Regions from separate parts of the Gossypium arboreum genome. Here region 2 is linked to region 1. The links are chromatin contacts, called in public Hi-C maps. All regions are on one chromosome and are shown on one strand. Each heading gives the region's core, a stretch centred on a gene start, on an enhancer-like site or on the middle of the called end of the contact. The rest is flanking DNA. Distances are from core to core; before and after follow the strand shown.

The links. Hi-C and Micro-C count contacts between places; a contact is called where the count stands out from the background.
Region 2: a Hi-C map of leaf shows a contact between it and region 1, with 1.7 times the contacts expected there. The contact joins the promoter of LOC108473185 here to the promoter of LOC108472589 in region 1. A contact is called at or near these places in 2 of 5 Hi-C or Micro-C datasets (both in leaf).

Annotation. Positions count from the first base shown.
Region 1 is chr1:106,360,780-106,368,080 of ASM2569848v2, reverse strand. LOC108472589 reads left to right here and starts at 2,551. Exons shown (of 1, transcript XM_017774133.2): 1 at 2,551-3,523. The coding sequence starts at 2,694. The coding sequence ends at 3,302.
Region 2 is chr1:106,562,765-106,570,024 of ASM2569848v2, reverse strand. LOC108473185 reads left to right here and starts at 3,385. Exons shown (of 1, transcript XM_017774722.2): 1 at 3,385-4,151. The coding sequence starts at 3,455. The coding sequence ends at 3,937.

The sequences.
Region 1 (7,301 bases), core at 1,302-3,801:
CAAATTTGCAAACATACAATAATAATGAGCTCACATCCAAACATTAATAATTTAAATAATGAAAAATAGAAATATTGCTAATTAAAGAAACAGATCCAAATAAAACCATAGCAAGCTTTCATACATAGATAAATAAAATTAAGAAAGTACCACAAAAGTCTAATAGACAATATAAAGCGATAATATATTAATCAACATGAAAACTAAAAACTACACATAACATGTGAAACAATACGTAGACTAGGAGCCAATATGGTACAAAACAATTTAAAAGCTATATGAAAAAATTGCAAATGGATAATACATGCTAAAATTTGAAATAATTTACATGCATAAAATAAAATAAAAAAAACTAATAATACCTAAATAATTATTAAAATACATGTTATAAAAAGAAGAAATTGAATCAAATAATGTGCAAGATATTTTAAAAGATGATACATCTATTTGAGGTTGACAATATACATACAATAAAAAATAATTTAAATAATATATAAAATATGTAAGGTTTTTAAATAACAAAATGTATAATAAAATATGTTATTAGGGAATGAACTATATACATAATAGATTTAAAAAACATATATATAAATAGATTTAGAAGAAATTATATGTATAATATAACATGGAATTAATAATGTATATAGAATAAAATCAACTTTATCATGAACTATATATGTATAATAATATATAAGAACATTTAAATGAAATATTATACAAAATTTTAAAATAATATGATATAAAAGGAACTTTAAGATGATGATTTTATAAAGAACAAAGTAAAATTATCAAAGTAACTCAAAATATATATAAAAAAGAAATTACAAAAATGAATGTTAAATGAATTTAAAAATATAATGAATTATACAAATTAAAAAGACTCAATTAAAATAAAATTAAACTAAAAGGGTACATAATAAATAAAATAAACCAGCAAGGACTAAAGCGCAATGCGTGTGAATGTATAGGGATCAAAACTGGAAATATTCCAGCTTCCAAAATGCAGTGTTTAACTATAGGCTAAACTAAAACTGCGTACAAATCTCAGGAAAAAAAAATAAAAAACGAAAGAAACAAAAAAGGACTCAATCAAATAACAATGCAAACAGGAAGGACTAATTGCAAAAATATCCCCTCTCCACAGAAACACGCGAATCCTAGAGGCACTGAATTGGGTTGGGTCAGATGAGGCTTATACGACGTCGTTTCAAGGCCATTGAATCATGCCTTAAACGGCGTCGTTTCGTGTCTTCTATAAAAAGAAAAAAAATAATCCTAAAAAAACTTAAACATTTCAGCAAAGAAAAGGGAAAAAATGGAAAATCCTAAATGTTTTCCCTCATTCGGTCCGCCGTCCAACCACCATTCCACCACTATAATCGGTGGATGATGGCATGCAGTGGCTTCCCCCGTTTAGAACCTAGCCTTAAGGGTTGTCGATTTCAGCCCCACAATCCCATCTCAAGCTTCGATTTCGACGAAGGAGATAAGGACTCCGATGGCTCGTTCGCGAAGGTAAGCCTTCTCCTTTTCATTTTCTTATGCTAAAACTACATACAAAATCCAGAAAGAAAACAGATTGAAAAGAAAGAAAGTATAAAGCATTTGAAAATCACCTTTTGATAATTTTTGGTTGCTTTTTAATTCAATACGCGTAAAAAATTACAGTTCTCCTCTCTTTGGCTTTATAGCCAAACCAAAATAAATAAATAAAATACAAGCTTTTTTGCTACTTCTTTGTGCTGTTGTGGTTGTTTGTTTTCTCTGTAGGTACGGCATTTGCTGGCATTGTACAGAGGTACGGAGAGGCTACGTGGCGAGGCGGTCGTGGCTGTGGGCGCATGGAGGCTGGGGCTTGGCTGCGGCGCAAGGGGGAGAAACCTTAGGGTTTCTGTTAGTGTTTTAATTTTGGGCCATTTGGGCCTTGTATTTCTGGGCTAGGTTTTAGGTTTGGGTCAAATTTGTTGTTGGGCTATGGACTATTGTAATTTGGGATATGACTTGGGCCTGGACTGTTTATTTATTCATTTTTATTTATTATTTTAATCTGGGCTAAAATTAGCCTATTACAAAAGATATTTTATATGATTAATTAATAATTATCATTTTGTAATTTAAAATGGGTTGATGTAGTATTATTTTGAAATAAAACAATTATTTAAATAAAACATAAATCAATAATTAAAGATATAAAAAAAATTATTAAATGATTTGCATTAAATACTAATTATTTATTAAAGAAAAAAATTATTTACAATAAATTTATATACTATATTAGAGGAGATGGGCGATGACGGAGTTCAAAATCGAAATGGCAAAACCGTAAATATGGAATAACATAAAATTTTTATTCTGCTCAGTGTCAAGTTCGAGATATAGTAACTTTTATGGGACAATTTTGTAATTGTGCTTACCTCAATTTGAATCGTTGTTAAAAATAGACGTTGGCAAAATGTCACACGCTCCTGAACGTTCCAATCACCGCCAAATGATATTCCTGAAAAAGAATTAAGAAATTTTAAATTCCCAAGTCGACCGTTGCAAGCATTTAAATTAAAAAATTCTCTCGACCGTTGGGGAAAACCAGAGAAAAGAACTCCGAAATCCATTATTTCTCCCTTCAAAACACTCTCTTTCTTCAACATTTTTCATCATTTTCACTTGAAATCTCCATCTTTCTCTTGTACAGATCCATGGCGGATCAAAGCTCAAACCCATCAATCATTCTGCCAAAACCACCACACCCACTTCACCAAATTGCGGAAACACCAACCCACAGGTTGCTTTTGAAACAATGGCTGAAAGAAGAAGAACTGATTCTCAACAGAATATCCTTTAAGGAGACTCAAATCGACTCCGTCCGTAAAGAAATCACGCAGCTTTACATCTTCTTCTTCCTCTTCCACTCCATTTCTCTTCTCCTCCTCTTCAACTCTTCTTCCCGGGACTCTCCTGTGGGTGCCTGCCACAGGTCTTGGATCCCATCTCTATGTTCTTTACTATGCTCCATGGGGATCATTTGGGCTGTTAGGTATAAAACCGATGTGGAAGGGCACTTGGAGAAGCTGCTGGAAAGGGAAAAAGAGGATGGGAAGCTGTTGGGTAAGTGTGTGGAGGAGTTGAAGAAGAAAGGAGTGGAGTTTGATTTGTTGAAAGAGGTGGATGCTCTTAGAAGGGCTAAGAGTTTGAGGGTGGAAGCCAAGGCTGTGAGGAAATGGTCTGCTAGGGACTTTGTGACATTGTTTTTCTTCACTGTTTCATGCCTGGTTCTAGGGTTGACAAGGGTTATTTTGTGCAGTTAAATGGATGTTTGGCATGTTGGAAAATATGATTCTTTTGTGTTTTTTTGTTTTTGTTTTTAGTTGGCAGAGAAGATAGATGTTGGATTCTGTCATAGAAAGGGTAGGAAATTGGTTTTTGGGAATGGGATTGGAAGTAGTTGCAGAATATTCTGTTCTGCTTTTGTAATTTGGGAAAGTTATATCTCCAGATTATGAAAATAAACATCATGTTTCCAGATTCAGTATTTGTTTTACATTTTTCATCTTACACTTCCCCACCATCAAAATGCTCTATTCAACTTCGGCAATAAATAAATCAATAACTCCAAATATGATTTTTATTTTCAAGTTTGCTCATCTTTCGCCTTCCATATGAATTTTCTTGTGAAGCTCTCTCTAACCTTATCAACTACAAACTAAACTAAAATTGAACCGGTAATAGTTTGGGACAGAGATGATCAAGTTGAAAGTAAAGGTAAATAGTTTAGGATAGAGAAAAGCCATAGCCAAACACTAAAACACCGGTAGGTATGGATATCCATATGTTTTAGTGTACTGTATTTGATTTATTGTTGTTTTTAAAAAACTATTGATTTATGTATATAAAAGTATTTACAAATATTTAATTATAAGATTCAATAAATCTCAAATATAAAATATTTATAAAAAATAAAGTTTTATTCAAATATAAAAGTAAAAATCTTAAAAAAGTTGGTGACATGAATTCAAGTCTCACTGTATATAAATTATAATATACTAAAATATGCACTTTTCCATTATATAAAATATTCACAACTACAATCCATCGTTTAATAAACTCAAAAGAAGCAAACAACAAAACTATTCCATAAATTAAACAACGAAATCATCCTATACTATCCATATTCATAAATCATTTTAAAAAACAATTCATAATTCAATAAATTCAAAATAAATAATAAAAATTAAATTTAAAATATAATTTTACAAATAAATTATAAATAAAATTAAAATATATTTTAAATTTCAACTTTTGGTGCCGACTAGTACGGACAAAACCAATCGATATAACTAGTATTAATCAAAATTTACACTTTAATGGAGCCTAAAATTTATTGTTCCGATTTACTATCGAAAAAAATATCTTAATTCGTATAAGCTGTACTGAAGTGGTATAGACTGTCATGGTTTTATGTTGTACGAAAACGACACATTTTCCATCTTCCATGCGACGAGTGTACAATCACACTCGAGGACGTAGCTTTACAACTCAGTTTACCGGTGGATGGGCCAGCCGTCATGGGGTCAACAGTCGTTCCTGGTAAAGAGGATCTTTGTGAGACATTTTTGGGGAAAGTGTCAAATAGGTTTTATGGTGGCCGGATACATATTAAGTGGTTGGAAACCAATTTCAAAGATCTTTCTAAGGATGCACCTGATGTCGTCAAAGAACAATACACTCGAGCATTCATCTTCAGGTTAATCGGGGGCATCCCATTAAATCTCAAAATTTGGTGCACATAAGGTGGCTACTATGCCTAGCCAACTTCAAAGAAAGAAAACGACTCAGTTGGGAATCAACCATGTTGGTCACATTGTAGCAGGAGTTGTTTCGGGTGACAAAACTGGATAAAATGTCAATCGGTGGTTGTTTGCTCTTGCTGCAGTCATAGGCTTGATGACGACTACCATTTTTATGTCCCCGAGTGAACAACTCATATACGTTCCCATTGGTGACAAGGTAAAAATCATTTCATAATAAATACATAGTTTGTATAGTAAGTGTTATTTATTATGTGTTTAAATTAACATATTGTTTGAATAGGTGGAATCATGGGCCGAGTTACGTGAGACTACCGGAGCAACTCGAAGATATCCTGCTTAAGTTAGATCAATGATCGGAAGTCAAGGTTAGTTATTGATTTTTTTCAAACCTATAATAATTACACAACGGTTTATAATTTAAAATTTCATACATAACAAAATTTACAATTGTTCACTACAATTTGAATGGATGTCATACGCTGATCCAGATATCATAGAATGCATTCTGCTAGAGTTTTTTTGCCGTTCAAAGGATATGAGACGCAAAGATGCATTAATAGTCTACAAAATGATAGAGATGCACAAATCGGATCATGTAATGTGGTAGTTTGGGTAGAGGCAACAAATTTCGTTGCCATCGCGAGATATAGAAGCATTGCACAAGTTGGATCTGCAAGGGAAGACTGGCAAGGATTGGTGAGAATACCATAAGGAGTTTATTGATGTTTGGGATTGTAGGAAGGAATTCTTACCCATGTGCAAACCCTCTTTCTCATCGAACACAACAACCTATTTAGAATATTTTTCGTGGTTCAGAGTCACCAGCAAGCCATATCTGTTGTCAGTGGAGCGAGGAGTAGCCAACCTTGTCAGAAGAGGCTACAATGATCACCCTAGCAGCGTAGGTTTGAATGCGGTCAGGCAGCAGGTTTGTTACCGGCTCTAACACAACAAGTGTCATCGATGCAGTCACCACATCCCAGTCAATTCACTCACTTATTACTGTTCATTTCACTAACCTCATTTTTTTCACAAGAACCACACTATGCACCACTGTAGCACTCTGCTTCTACCTCTCCCGCAAGTACATATTTCGGGGTTCCTCCATCCCCCGCATTCTATGCCCCTATGACAATATTGATACCGAAGCAAATGCTAAGCCGACGCATATATCATCACTGATGCTAGTGTCGATGCCTGAGTTAATACTGACATATTTGAGTTTTGCGACACCGTATGATTACTCTCCAATAGTGTCACAAATACCAACCACATCATTGTTTTATCGAGATGGGTCATCAATGCAACCATCTTCTCATAGAGTGGAAATGATCTACCATAAATTGGTGTGGCAAATTAGGTTTTCTCGGTGTACTTAATAAGCTTATTCTCAAGCAAAATAACTTCTTTTGCATTATTTTTTGTAATTTTTAGATTTTAAGTTAATAAGTGAAAATGTATTGTTTTTGCTCATTTTGTGACACAATTTGGCCAATAGTGTCATTGAAAGGCCTAATGTGTGATTGAGTGGTGTAGGAACGTGTTGAAGGTTGAAAACAAGTAAGAACAGAATCAAAGAAAAGGGTATCGCAATATCCACACCTTGGGATCGCGATACCTCTAACAGTATTAAAAATTGGAGACTACCTTTTAATGGTGTTGTGATATCCACTTTGGGTATGGTGATATCCACCTTACAAAGAAGACTTCAAGGCTTAAAACTGCTCGAGGTATCACAATATCCTCTTTTGAGAATCACAAAATCAACATCGTGAATTGGACAAAAAGGGTAGTCTTTGTCCACCCAATCCACCAATCACTCATGGCCCGTGTAGAGACATTTTTGGTAACAAAAACTCATTAGAAGTCAGCCTAAATAGCCAAAATTGGCTGAGGAGACACACACACACACACACACACACATTAGCTTAGTTTTAAGTTTATATTTCTCTTAGTTTTTATGTACTTTTTCTAGGGTTTTCATTTTCTCTTCTTTCTTAGTTTAGAGTTTGGATTTCTGCATTTACTTCTTGTTCTTGATGTTCTTAGTGTTACTTAAGTTAGTTATCAATGTAGCTTCGGTTTATTTGCACTTTCAATCCTTGTACCTTGGTTGTAAGGCATTTCTACCTTTAGTTTAATGTATTTTATGTAACAACCCAATTTTGACCTTAATTGGAACAGTGGTTTTGGGACCACGAATCTGAGTCAAAATAATATTTAAATATTATTTTCTATGTTTAAAATGTGTGAAGTTGCTTTTGTGAAAGTTTCGTTTAAAAATTTTAGTGTTTGGAGGTCGATTGATGAAAAAGGGTTTAATCGCGTAAAATGAAAAATTTAAGGGTTAATTTATAAGGGCCAAATTATGATTGTTTTTATATTATGGAATATTAAGGTTGCAATTTAGCCATAAATAGGAATTAGTGGCCGGCCAATATGCATGAATTAATGACTTGAATTGTTTATTATATTTTATGGCATTATGGTATATTT
Region 2 (7,260 bases), core at 2,136-4,635, 200 kb before region 1:
CGGCCTCAGCCTGTTAGAAGACCTAGCCATACGACCGTCTACCCCTCCACGCAGTCCAAGGCTTCCTACATGGTCCGGTCACACGGCCGTGTGTCCCATGTTTCTCAAATTTAACAATTTTATCCAAAATTTTATGTTTTATGCAGATTAGTCCCTTAATGGTTCCCGAACTATTTTCAATGTCTTTTTTTACTCAATTGAGTTCCTAATAAGATGAATTATGCTAAAATTCATGATCTAATTCACTAAATTAATATTATATTTATATGACTACATGAATTGTGAATAAACATGCATATTGTATTTGTATTTGTGAACTGTTCGTACATGCCTTATGATACCGTTAGATTGGATCCTTGAAAAGCACATGTTTTGGTTGTTGTACAGAGTGGATGAGAGTATATTTATTGGTGCAATTCTTGATTTTTTATAATCATGTTATCTGTTTCCGTTATATTCTTTTTATAAGTATCTGTTTCCGTTATATTCTTTTTATAAGTATCTATTTCCGTTATATCCTTTTTATAAGTATGTCATATTTTATTGCATGGGACGAGATGTTTTGAAAGGAGGAAGCTTTGGTAGAATACTAATCTGCAATTTTGGTGGTTCATCCACATATTATCTGACAACTTTTATCTGCAATTAAGTTGTGCATTCACAACCATCTGGTAGTGTATTAAGCTGCAACACTAGTGGTTCGGCCACCTATTATCTGATAGCTCTCATGCATTTATGTTGTGTATTCTCAACCATCTGGCAACATATTAACCTACAAATTTGTGGCTTATCCACAACCTGGTGTATAGGGATGAATGAGTTCTAGGGAATTCTTATGTTGTGTAGCGGTGGGGTAGGATCTTTTGTGTTAAATCTGAATCTATGTTGCATTCACAAAAGCATGCACTAACATTTTTTGAGATTTCTGAGATGATATATATAAGTACATATATAAACATGATGTTAATTTGTTAATATCATATTCCAAATATGTTGTTATGAATTCTTATATGTGATGTGATTTCGTATGCTAATCGGTTGCACAGATTATCTTGTGATGGAACTCACATTGAGCTTCATAGCTCACTCATTTTATTTTTCATCTTCTAAGATAATCCACCAGGTTAGGATGCGGGCACGGAATCTAGTGGGTCCCAGCTTAGGATTTTAATTTATAAAATTATTTTAGGCTCGTTATTTGATTTATTTCAACTATCATTATTCAAGTATGTATTATGATTTTATTTCAAACTGTGTCTTAAGACTTAGGATTCGAGTTTGTTTTCATATTGCATGAAATTTAATTTGAATTTTAGGATATCGAGTGACGTTTAATAATTAGTTATGCATAAACACGGTTTCTATTAAAAACATAAATAAATAATGTCTTTTTCCGCTGCTAAACTATAATTAAAATGTTAGAAATAATAAATCGATATTTAAACTAAGTTTTCTACTAAACTAAACAAATGTCTTAAAATGACAGTTTTAAAACTCCAATAAGCTTACTAGGTCACTTCGGTGGCTAATGTAATCTTCTAAATTAAGGTCTAATGTTTAGGCTGGGTTGGGGAAGTTACAAGATCGTACATGTTTTATATATTATTATTAATTAGTTTCAAACTATACATTTCATTACTTATTGTATGTTACTTTTAAACATACATCTGTGTTCTAAATATGTAGTTTCCACATACATTCATGTAATAATTTTTTTGTATTAATAAGATTGTTGATTGAATTGGTGTCATAAGTTAACTCGATACCAACTCAAGATTGGTGGCTAGACCGTGATAAACAATTTAGTATTATTAATGTGATGTAATTATGTGTTTAGATTTCATTTTACTCACAATTTAATTTCATTTTAATATCGTACATATTTCATGTATTATTATTTATCAATTTCAAAACATACATTTATTATTTATCATATATTTTTCAAACACATAAATCTTTATATTCTAAATATGTTATTTTATAAGTTTACATGTGTGATAAAATTTTAGTATTTAAAATAATCATTCTATTCTCATGCTTCAATGGGTTGGACCCTTTGAGTTGTTTTTTTTTGTATCAGTTGCAATTTGTGCTATTAATAATTATAAGTAATTAAATTTATTTGTGGAAACATTTCTAAAAAGAAATGTGGATGGTGTAATTGAATATTAATGTGGTTGAAAAGAGTTTCAATTTACGTAAAAAAATTTTAAGCAGCAATGATACAGTCATATGTAAAAGTCATGTATGACAGTTTTGAAAATATAGGGTAATTGAATTTGGGAATAATTATTTAAATTCTCATTCTTTCTCTTAAAAGTTGGAAAGTGTAATTAGGTACTTCAATTACATTAAATTTAGTGAGACCTATCAATTATAATGATTGCTTAAATATGTCATCCTGTGTAATTACAAGCAACTACATTTATGGTTTTATAATAAAAATTTTAAAACTTTGTGGGATGAAATATTGTATAAAATTAGTGCTTCTTAAAAGGAATTTATTATCAAATTAATTTAAAAGAGAATTATTTGGTATATATAGGTGAATTTTATTTTTATTTTCAAAAGCTAATTAAATAAGTATTCTTAATTGATATTTAAAAAAGAGTTAGTATTTGGTATATTGCTAGTATAAATTTTTTATTTCAGAAATAATTTTAAAAATTATCACATATTTTTAAAATATTTTATTATATTTTATAAAACACTTGTTAATCCCTTAACTATACTTGTGGAGCTTAAAACTTCATTAATATTATAGCAGATATTTTTTTAATATATATAAATGTGACACACGATGGTATATTAACATCACTTATAGAATTAAAAACTCTAGTGATTTATATATATATCTTTTAAAATTAATGGTAAAAATATTTGTAACTCATTTTAAAATTTATTCTCTTTTAAATATTATTGTTAATGCTAATTTAGCAATATCGAGCAAGGTTAGTAGCAAATAACATACTACAAATTATTCTAAATTTAAGTGGGAACATGATTTTAGTTATGATTTTCATTGTAATTACAAAGACTTTAAAAATTATGTGCAAAGTCTAATTCTAATTCTAATATTTAAAGGGTATGTAAAATATATAACCCAAGAAGAGCTGAAGTTCCAATATGCTGTTGGTGACGTAGACTGTTTTAATTATCTCCAACATTTTTTTCTTTAAAAAAAAAAAAAGGAAAATCAAACTCGGACTGTTAATAATATTTTACTTCAAAAATCACACACATTGCAATATTTAAATAAAAATATAAACTAGTAATATTTTCTTTGTCTGCTAATGTTCACTAAAAGTCCTCCCTTTGAATGGATTGGGGGATAATTCAGCAGTAAGTAAATTAGAGCAACCATTTCTGAATACAATACTCTATAAATAACCCTTCATTTCCCACCCTTTTCTAACCCATCTCATTTCTCCCAAAAACAAAAACCCATATCGCAATGTTTGCTTCATCATATTCATCACTTTCTTTCCACCACTCAACCATGGCGATTGACAAACTAGGAAAGTACTTGGTTTCTCTTCTTTCAATGTTTTCGGTTGTGAAATGGGCCTGGCATTTGTTGCTTCGTTACTGTTTGTTCCCTTATCAAATACCTGCACCCATTGGTGGCGAAGATTTCAAGCTAGGGTGCCGGAATTACAGCTGCAAGCAAGGCGCGGGTGATGATGAAGAAGAAGTTGAATGTGCTATATGTTTATGTAAGATCGACGAAGACGATGAGATTCCAGAGTTGAGATGTGACCATGTTTTCCATAAAGTTTGCTTGGATAGATGGGTCGGATACCGGCATTCCACCTGCCCTCTCTGTCGCACTTCTTTAACAGCTCCCCGGCAACTAGTTTCCGGCATGGAAGTCCTCCTTTTCAAATATTGTTGTTTGGATGATAGCAGGCAGCGTGAGACCTGGTGGCTGCGATAGGTTAAAATAGCTACCGTGATATTGCGGCAGTTGAAGTTGTATTTATTTATTGACCGTAATTGATTGTAATACATTCATTATATGGGACAAGCTCAATGTATATAAAAGGCCAAGGGGTTTGGCATCCAAATATAATTACTTTACTCATGGAAGAGCCCTTGACTTTTTAAAGTTTTGAAATCCAAGAAAGGCCAATTCCATACGGATCCAACAAGGAATTTTATTAGCTATTAAATCAAGGCTGAATGTTTCAATGCTGTATTTAGTATGGTATTACTTAACTTTCTTGCAATTACTCTCTAATCTCTAAACATTCAACCAATTTTAATTTAACAAATATCAATACAACTATAAATTGATATTGAATCACACGTGTCTCGCCATAATCAAACGATAGTGTAAATTCGGAAAAATCTCAACCTAAATCTAAATATAACTTGTTAAAGATTATTGTATGAATCACCAAAATTATGGGTTGGATAGTTGGCAATGTTGGAAATAGCGAGGGCGAGTTGGAGTCATGATATGGCAGCTGTGGAAACAAAGAGATTGTGTTCGCAATCGGGAATTTTTGCTCCACTCATAAAATTGTAATAGCACAACTAGCTCAGGAATTTGTCCCCTTTTCTTACCAATTTTTTTAATTTTGATCAGAAGAAAAGAGGGAGAAAAAACAATAGTAAACACTCATAATAGATGGTAAAGGATAAATTTCATTAACACAATAAATATTTTAATCTCAATATCAACAAAATATTATAATACGTTAATAATTATTTTTGTTATAATTCAAACACAATATATTTAAAGTGGTTACAAACATTTAATATCATAAACAAATAATATAATTTTATAATACTCTTATAACTTTTTGTTTTTGTATCATGTGTTTGTAGTGTTGTATAATTATATTTTGTTTTCATATGGTCATATTTGATTTGCTCAGGGTAGACCGTAGAGCAAGACTTTTATTATAATTTTATAAAAATTATAATTATACAGTCGTTTGAATCGAAGCTTCGTATATGTGGAATTTTCATTCAACAATTAACAATGTTAATTATAGATGAAAACATTAAATTCCAGTCAATGTCAAGCCGTCTGACTAAAATAATATTATATTCAAGAATTAACCTTCTTTGCTCTTCCATCTATCATTTTACAAGAAAATATAAACATGATGTGAAAAAAATTAGAATATATATAGGGGCGAAGTCAGAAATTTTTTTTAGGAGGGGCCAAATGAAATTTTAATTTTTTATAGTTTATATTTTTATAATTTGTAAAGGATTAAATTAAATTTTCATAATTTTAGGGGGGCCAAAGTATAATTTTATCTTTATTAATTTAAAGTTTTTAAAAATTTTTAAGGACTTAAAATAAAATTTTCTATTTTAGAGGGGAGCGGGGCCCATGCCAACCCCCGACTACGCCCTAGATATATGATATATTATTTATATAATATAAAATAACATTTTAAATATAAATACGTTATTGATATAATATTTTAATAGTTTTCTTAAAAAAACTAATTTTAATTCCCCACATTTTTATTACACATATGTTACATTTGATTCTAATATAATAGCATGAGTAAAAAAACTCATTAAACATATGTTGTAAATTAATTAAATATAAAATAAAGAATAATTTATAACTAACCAAAAGTAAAACAAAAATCATATCCGGTATAATTACAATTTATTTGACTATTTTAAATATTTAAAACCCACAATATTTTAACAGTTCACATATTCTCTTGTAGGTCTAACCCTCAAATTATCGAGAAGTGAGCAATTTTGTCCCAGGGTGAAGCCAGAAAAGTTTTTAGGGGCCGGATGAAATTTTAATTTTTTATAGTTCATATTTTTATAATTTGTAAATAATTAAATTAAATTTTTATAATTTTAAGGAGGCCAAAGTGTAATTTTACCTTTATTAATTTAAAATTTTTAAAAAATTTCAAGAGCCTAAAATATAATTTTACATTTTAAGAGGGGCTGGGCCCATACCAGCCCTTTAGCTACTCCTCTGTTTTGTCCTTTTTTTTTTCAAAAAAAATGATTAAAAATTCTTAACATACCTTTTTTTAAAAAAAAAAATTAAACGTTTTCACTCACATTTTGGATTCATTGTATTCCTTTTTCATATTGAAACTTAAATTAAAATCGTATCCAAATACATTATTATGCATTGTAGGTTTTAAAACTACAATTTAATTCTATTATATAAGACTTAAAATTAAAATTTAATAATTATTTTCTACAAGTAAAAAATTAATTAATATCTTATCCTAAGTATGGAGTAGCTTTAAAACTCAAATAAACATTAATTGCTTAATTGGCTTACAGAATCATATAATTAATTATTAGATTTGCTCCGATAAATAACATAAAAAAAATAATTAGTATAATATTTTAATTTTTTTTTAAAACTAATTAAAATTCCCGACATTTAATGAAATAGTAACATGTAATTAAGTGGCATTTGAGTTTTGGTTAACAGGCGGCAGCGTTAGGTGGAGAATGACTGGGTGAGTCAAGACGCAAGAGTAAAGAAAGAGGTGATTCTCTAGTTTACGAGAGTACTGATTCCTTTTCTCTACCTGTTGGGATATTCATGTCCCTTCCACCTTCCACCTTCCACCTTTTAGCCGTATTTTTATTTGATATTTTATATATCAATATTATATTTATTCTTAGGTTTTATGCCATAAATTTTATATTTTCACAAATTTAAATTTAGTTCATATACTTTTATTTTCAAAAATTTAATCTTTTTATCTTTCATATTTTAAAATTTAAGTCCAATTGTTAATATTTTTATTTATTTTTTGTTAAATTTATTGATGCGACATTTTAAAATAAAAATAATCACTCGATAATCTTAATTAAATAAATGACATTATAATAAACTTAAATTTAACAAAATAATTTTAACAATGTTTACAATAGAACTTGAATTTTAAAATTTGAAAAGTAGGACTAAATTAAGTAAAAATAAAAAGATAAGGACTAAATTATAAATTTATGAAGCGTAAAGGAGTTTTTGACATGTTTTAACCTTATTTTTATTCTACTTGAAACAACTAGAGTTCAACATTAGTGAAATTAAGAATATGATATCAAGTGGTTGGTGGTATTGAAAGTAGACTTCTGCCCTAAAAATTTTACTGACTTCGCAAGACGACCTATTGGATGTTGATGTCACGGTCCACACACAAAGGCCCATGATTAAGGTATGCACTTTTGACCCAAGTTGTTCTTATGGGTAATTGGGCTTACTTTTAATCCACCGAGAACGAACCAATACTTGAATCATTC